2 separate regions of the Danio rerio genome follow, and region 1 is linked to region 2. Evidence: chromatin contacts called from public Micro-C data. All regions are on one chromosome and are shown on one strand. The core of a region is the stretch at or near the end of the contact, and the rest is flanking DNA. Distances in the headings are between cores, read along the strand shown.

What was found. Hi-C and Micro-C count contacts between places; a contact is called where the count stands out from the background.
Region 1: a Micro-C map of caudal fin shows a contact between it and region 2, with 6 times the contacts expected there. The contact joins the promoter of ythdf2 here to the promoter of id3 in region 2. A contact is called at or near these places in 3 of 18 Hi-C or Micro-C datasets (caudal fin, hematopoietic stem cells and an unstated tissue) and 2 of 4 datasets of contacts at active chromatin or transcription factors (embryo and gastrula embryo).

What each region holds. Positions count from the first base shown.
Region 1 is chr17:28,910,388-28,914,107 of GRCz12tu, reverse strand. ythdf2 (YTH N6-methyladenosine RNA binding protein F2) reads left to right here and starts at 1,837. Exons shown (of 4, transcript NM_200250.1): 1 at 1,837-2,002; 2 at 2,168-2,192. The coding sequence starts at 1,976.
Region 2 is chr17:28,758,420-28,762,161 of GRCz12tu, reverse strand. id3 (inhibitor of DNA binding 3) reads left to right here and starts at 2,166. Exons shown (of 3, transcript NM_152967.1): 1 at 2,166-2,597; 2 at 2,697-2,775; 3 at 3,405-3,742. The coding sequence starts at 2,301. The coding sequence ends at 2,750.

The sequences.
Region 1 (3,720 bases), core at 588-3,087, 150 kb before region 2:
CCATTTCTTTGTAAATATAACTTCTTGCACTAAACCTGACATTCAAATAATATTTTTTACAAATGTGTTTGTTTGTTTGTTTGTTTGTTTGTTTGTTTGTTTGTTTGTTTGACTTTATTAATCCCCTAAGTTAAATTCATGTCACAGCAGAGCTTTCCACGCTAAAATAGCTAGATAAAATAAGCTATAAAAAAAAAAAATATATATATATATATATATATATATATATATATATATATATATATATATATATATATATATATATATATATATAAACAATTATAAAATTTCTTTCATACTGCACACCTTAGTTTCAAAAACAACGAGTAAACACTTGTTGTGCATATCTATCAACTAGGCCTATTACAAATCAGCAAACTACATCTAGTATGATTTTGGTTATACAGTCTGATCACTGTAGGTAAAAATGAACTCCTGTATTTTTCTCTGTAGGAAATATAGGTTGCTCTTGAAAATAAACCATAAAGCGCAAATGTACTGTAGTTGCGTAAGCTGTTACGTCCACGACTGTCTCTCTGATATAACATAAATGTGCTGCGTAATCAGGGCGACATCTAGCGGCTCACAGGTGACAGTGCATATTTTAATCGTGACTTTTTTTTAGTTCATAAAGCGCACAAACACAAAGTAAACTCATTATAATAACATAACAATCGGGTTTTATTAACGTCTTTAGTGCAACAACCAAAATTGCAGAGTGAGAGCTGATAAAAAAGACAAAAGTGTGGATATTTTACTGCACTGTGTAGTAAATTGAGAATTAATTTTGATATAAAAAAGTGAATTAGACGATTTATTTGAAAAACACTGTGTCATTTACTTTTATTTTATTTAACCCTATTCGTGTATTTAATTAAATTATCCTTATTTTGTATTTGTAATATATCAGTAGGGGCAGTAGGTTGTGCTGTCGCCTCACAGCAAGAAGGTCGCTGGTTCAAGCCTCGGCTGTGTCAATTGGCGTTTCTGTGTGGAGTTTGCATGTTCTCCCCGCGTTCGTGTGGGGTTCTTCCGGGTGCTCCGGTATCCCCCACAGTCCAAAGACGTGGTAAGCTAAATTGTCCGTAGTGTATGTGTGTGAATGAGAGTGTATGGGTGTTTCCCAGTGTTGGGTTGCAGCTGGAAGGGCATCCAATGCGTTAAACATATGCTGGAAAAGTTGGCGGTACATTCTGCTGTGGCGACCCCTGATTAATAAAGGGACTAAGCTGAAAAAAAATTCATGAATGAATTTATCAATATCAAAATCTGAATTTGATATAAAACCAAATGGATTTATCAATCTGCTAATTTGAATAATGATAAAATGATTACAAATGCGAAAATAATGATAGCCGTATAATCATGACATAATACAATGTAAATTAAATAATTGCACATGAAATAAATTTCGAATTTAGAACGCATAAATAAAAACAGATTATTCAAAAAAGCTAATAAATACAACATATAGGTATTCAAACAAACAATAAAGAAATTAAATTGTGATTAAATCACTGAATACAGTGATGATTACTTGAAAATGTAACTTAAAATAAATTAAATATTCGTATACTAAATACATATACTTTGAACATTTTGATAATTTTATGAGTCGGATTTTTTCTCAGTTTAAATCCCTTGCCTTAGCTACATTTACCCCTTTAGGATCGCCACGGATTATCATTTTGGTGGGACTTGAATTTGGACCCACTGTCGTTCATTCATTACCTTCACCTCCTCCCAGCCGCAGTGTGGCGCTATACCGCCGGGGATAAACGTGTGGCGGCATCTCGGCCATGTTGAAGTGTGGAGGAACTGCAGCCCGCCATTGTGTGTCTGATCTGCAGCTGTAGCGAGAGAGAGGGAGAGAGAGAGACTCGGGCGCAAAGACTCTAAAAACACACACATTTCCCGTTGACTTTAACCCGCAAACAAACGCGCAGTCTAACACACAGGCACCGGGGAGTGAGAAATGTCAGCCAGCAGCCTTCTGGAGCAGGTAAACAGAGGCACTTTGTGAACATTGAGCAGAAGTGGCGTCGAGGCGGGTTTTTTTTCTCTCTCGCAGCGCGAGTTCAGGCCTGAGCTTCATATAAACCTTCATTTATTCTCCCTCTTTCCTCTCCAAACTCACTCCTTCATGAATCACCTGGACCCAATCCAGAGACCGAAAGGCCAAGCAAACAAAGGTAGGTGAAGTGTGTGTCGTTTTAGCGCTGTAGATAACGAGAGTCTCGTGCTGGTTCTCCTGCTAGCAGGCCGTGTGTTCAAACCAATTCCGCTATCAAATCAAACCGTGTAACCTGCTCAGAACAGACACCCGTGGGTTTAAAGGATAAGTATGTCTTATAGTAGATGATCTGGTTGACTTTAGTGTTATTGATCCGATAAAGAGCTGGTGTTTTGGAGCCCACGCTAGTTAGCCGCTTAGCACAGCGCTAAGGCCGAGTGCAGCAGAACGCGTGACACTCCGAAGCACCTGAACACCCACATACACTACAGCTTTCGCTCTTTTTAGACGCTTGTTTAAAGTGTAGCGGTGGAAGGGTCCCGCATACCCATAGACCACCCCCGCTACCGGTGGGCAACAGGCGGGGGGTTAACATGCCGCCGGGGGACCTGTTGAGGGGATTTTCAGCACCCCAGTCTGTGTCAAGCTTTCACAATCCAGTTGCGTGTTGAATCAGTCTATTTAACACGTGCATTTAATGTGACAGCTTTTAGTTCTTTATTTTTAGTCTATTTCTAATCCTTTTGCATACGGTGCATTCTTGACACAAATTCATTTAAAAAGCCATTTGGTGTTTAATCGATTATTACGTACTTTAAGGAAAATGATACAGAATAAAATAGTTTAATCATAGTTGTAGTGACTACATGACTGCACAGACAACCGATCCTCAGATGCAACAATGGCTGTTATAAAGAATCATCTCCGTTTAAAGTCTTTCACAATGTTAAAACTACAATTAGATTTTAATTGCTAAAATTATTTAATTATATTGTAAAGTAGATTTTAAAGAAAAAAAATAAGCAAACTGTTTCAAAATTAATTTTAATATATTTAAACATGCATGACGGGAAACATGCAGTTAAAATTAAGTACAGCTGTTAATACAGTGCCACTTTAGACAACTTTTTTTAATAGAGACATCCTTGGTCAACAAAATGTGCTTCTTTGAAAACAGTGTTGTACTTGCATCATTTACCCTTGTTTCAAATCTTTGAATGTCTACTGTTCAACACAAAAGTACATATTTTGAAGAAATTCTTCTCTTTATAAGAAATACTTTATTATTTATTACTAATAATATAATTGATATTTTAGATGCACTTACGTATGTTTGCTTTTCACCTTGTAAATATTGTATACTGTAGGCTAAAGAACGTAGTGTACTATGCCAAAGCTCAATTTCTGTGGGTGCTTCCCAAATTCGCAGCTTAAAAGGTATGACGTGGTAAGCTTCTGGGAAGTTTGTGTTTATGAGTTGGGAAGTTGGAGTAAGGTCAGTTGTGGTCAACTTTGGTTAGATGGAGTGGGTGCTTGGCTCACTGGAGTGGAAAAACAAGGCATTTTAACATTTTTTTTTTTTTTATGAAACTACGTTGATCCAGTGTACTTTATATGCTTTTAACATGCAAATATGACATTCCTGACATGAACTTAAACACCCCGTCAGAGCAATGCACCTGCTGCTGAATTGGACAGGTCATTGA
Region 2 (3,742 bases), core at 917-3,416:
TAACAAAGGCCCCCAATAAGTAAAATTGAATAAACTGACTTAATTTCTAACAAAATCTGGTCAAAATTAAGTTCAGTTGAAGTTTGTTTCAGGAGTTTAAATTTATTTTGGAAAACAAAACAAAAAATTGTTTTCAATGTAAACATTACTGAAAAGTTGGTTTTGGCTACTTTGTTCTGACATCAGACATGCATGTAAACATTTGAATTAACATATATTCACATTGCTATAGCTATTATGTATTGATTATTCTACTTAATTACAGTTTTTTCACCACTATCCTTGTAGTTTTGTTTACTTCATTTTTGAAAGGAAAAACAGTATGGCTGCTAATTTATAAATTCCTTCAATCACTAATTGGATGGGAAGAATAAACCTTGCTCTGTGTCTATCTTCATCCTGCCCTCACAACCTCGTTTTCACAAATGAAAAAAATAAATATGCCGTCTCCTTTAACTGAAGTCTACTCATATTTTAGCACCAGTTTGAACATGACAAAATATGTACCATGTTCCATTCAAGCAAACAGGAATGTGTTTTATTTAAAAAAATAGGCCTATTATACAATTTGAGTCAGAGAAAACAAAGCTGCTTTTGTATTAGTTTAACTAATCTAGCCAAACTGAAAAGCTTTACGCACGGAAAAACTCTTCACTGAATGTAAGTCCAGGTGTGCGCAAATAAATTGTGCGGGCAAGTCTGCATGTCTTGTGTGAGAGGTTGGGCGGGTTCCTACAGCTCGACTGACAGCTGTACTGACCAATAAGAGCGGGTCCGTAGCCGAGACTAGTCTTTTGCAGATGGGCGCGCGCTGGAGCGCGTGAATGGATGACGTCGGGAGCCCGGCGCCAGGCTGTCTGGGACTCGCGCGTTAGATCAACACAGCTGGAGCGGGACAGGACACACAGCTGGCCCGCCAGCGCATTCCTTTACAAAAACAGCACTGTGAGAAAAGAGGGGACACATCTTGATGTAAACTAAAAATGCGCTGGGTTAAAACTGGAAAGAGAGTCAGGCTATAGTTTGATTGTAACTTGCAAAGCTTCCTCTTCATATAAAAAAGAGTCATGGGAGACAGCTAGGCTATAGTTATGATCTATTTATAGATAACGAGTAACGCTTTTAGAATGCACAAAACCGCGCACACAGTCGTTTCTTTCTTTCAGAGGTTCATGTGTTGGTTATTAATATTTTGATCGTGAGAATACTATAGATGTTTGATTGAAAAAGATTTATATTTAACCCTCAGCTTGAGAATCTAGATTGGCATCAACTTTTCAGTCTTTACTACTTTCAACTTCTTTTTAGATTCGCTAACTTGTAAAAGTGCATTAAACTCGTCTCCGCATGTTGCGACTTGCACTTTAATTTCTCTTGTTTTACTGTGAGATAGCAATTAAGATTGAAATGTTTTTGTGTGTGGGTATTAAATTGTGTCCTGTATTGATATTTAATCTCATTGTATGTGTGTAGAAGTCTCCTAAGGGAATTAATTCCCGACGCCAGTTTGTCTGCAGGTCACGGGAGTAGCAGATTTATGGAGTTTATCCATAACGTCTGAGTTGAGACAGAATGATATTAAGCCATGATAGCTTTTGCCTCCCATTTTTCCTCAATAAATGTTAAAAGTGTCAACGTTTTTAAGTAGTCCTAGGAAATTGGCGTGATTGGCTAACAGTTTAAGTTTAATAAAATGTTATGCTTACTGCGTTTGAATATAATTCTCAAATTAATTTCAGTGTAGTCTAGTACCATGCATAGCCTATAACACAATCAGCTGATAACAAAATAAACTCAAAAATGATCCTATAAAACAACTATGTGAACTTTAACCTAAGTTTATATTTAATCTACTCCACGAGCTTGCCCAGCTCCTTTTTGGTTCACTGACCTCAAATCTTCACTCAAATCCACCAGTGAAAAAATACATATAACTCTGATATCCTGACAGCTCTTCCTCATTCCACCATTCTCTCTGACTGACAAGCCAAAGCTTCCAATGAAGACTTAACTATTTGCATAGGGCGGGGTCTGTGCACTTATTTCCATTCTACTATTGGCTGTGTGGCACATGAGGGTTTGTTTATTTCTGCAAGGGGCGGAGCTACACGGACCAGTGTTTAAAAAGGATCGCCTGCTCAGTAGAACTTCCATCGTTCAGTGAGCACGCGACGTGAAAGGAGTTCAACATTGGATATCTATAGAGCTTTACAGCTAGTTTATCCCAGTGTCCAGACGGAGGATTTTCTCAGACATCTCACCAGTTGGATTCTACTAGCAAGTCAGACGCCAGACCCAGAATGAAGGCGATCAGTCCCGTTCGCTCTGTCAGAAGCTGCTATGAAGCGGTGTGCTGTATCTCGGAGCAGAGCCTCGCGATCAGCCGCTGCAAGAGTCCTTCCGAGGAGCTGTCCGACATGAATATGAATGACTGTTACTCCAAACTCAAAGAGCTAGTGCCCAGCATCCCGCAGAACAAGTCCGTGAGCCAAGTGGAGATTCTCCAACATGTCATCGACTACATCTTCGACTTACAGATAGCGCTGGAAAACGAGGCAGACACACAAAACACGCCTGACATTTTCCTGTCAATGAAGGTGAGTGCTACATACCTGAATTATAATGCCTTCGCTATATTAACCAATTCATATTTAACTTTAATAAAATAAATCTTTGCATGTCTTTTTTTCCCGAAGAACTCAGAGATGAGCCGTAATTTCTCCAAAGAAGATGGAGCTATGTGCCATTAGGATGGATGAATGATATCAGTCAATGGTACGTTTCCTTTTCAATTCAGCTTTCGAAATTAAACCAATAATTTATAAAAATGAGTTCAGAATATATTTACTTCTTCAGAAGTTTAACCAAAAACACTCATTAAATAGAGAAGATTAAAAAAAAACAGATTATACAAGCTAGGACTTTTTAAAAGATCTTTGGAGGTCTTGGTGTTTTCCTAAGTTCTTCAGACCAACATTTCTTGAAATCAGAATTCATAAATGGCTTTCCAAACTACAAGGTTACTAAGTTCCTAAGAACTGAGACCCTGAAATGCATTAGACCGGAAAATCCAGTTTGGTTTTAAATGGAGCTGTCCTTTTAAAGAGTTGAATCTAATAAGTCTCTGGCTAAATCTCAAGTTTTTGGTAAATGTTATAAAGGATAAGATTACATATTATGTCAGAGAGTTATCTCAAAGTCTGTCCAGCGTCCTAATTTATTTTTTGGTCATCGTGCCAATCAGCAAACAAGCTTAGATTCCCCTATCAGCTCTAGCAAATGAAAGTTTTCCATTTGGCGCCAGACTGTCTGCTGTCCACACAGTGTGTGTTTGTGTGTGTGTGTGTGTGTGTGTGTGTGTGTGAGCTCTGAGTTAACTTTTCTCCCTCTCATCTATGCTGCAGGTGCGGGACAGAAACTTTTCTCCTCCACTTATGGAAGAAAAGAGAGTGAAGGGGTGAGCCGGGTGAAGGAGTGAGGCTCTATTCAGAGTGTGGGAAAGCAATCTGCGCCCCTCTCGAGCTGTCTATTCTTTGGTCACTGGACACTTGAACAAACCAAAGCCGAGGAGTTTTTAAGATCACAAAAAGAAAAGCCCTCTGATTTTTTTTTTCCTTAATCATTCCTGTTTTTGTGGCAACAATCAAGCATTGTGTATTTTGTACTGGCTACATTCCTGACTATTTGGACTAACTAATATCTCTTCACACACCCTTCCTTCCCAGCCATTCTTGGAGAGCAG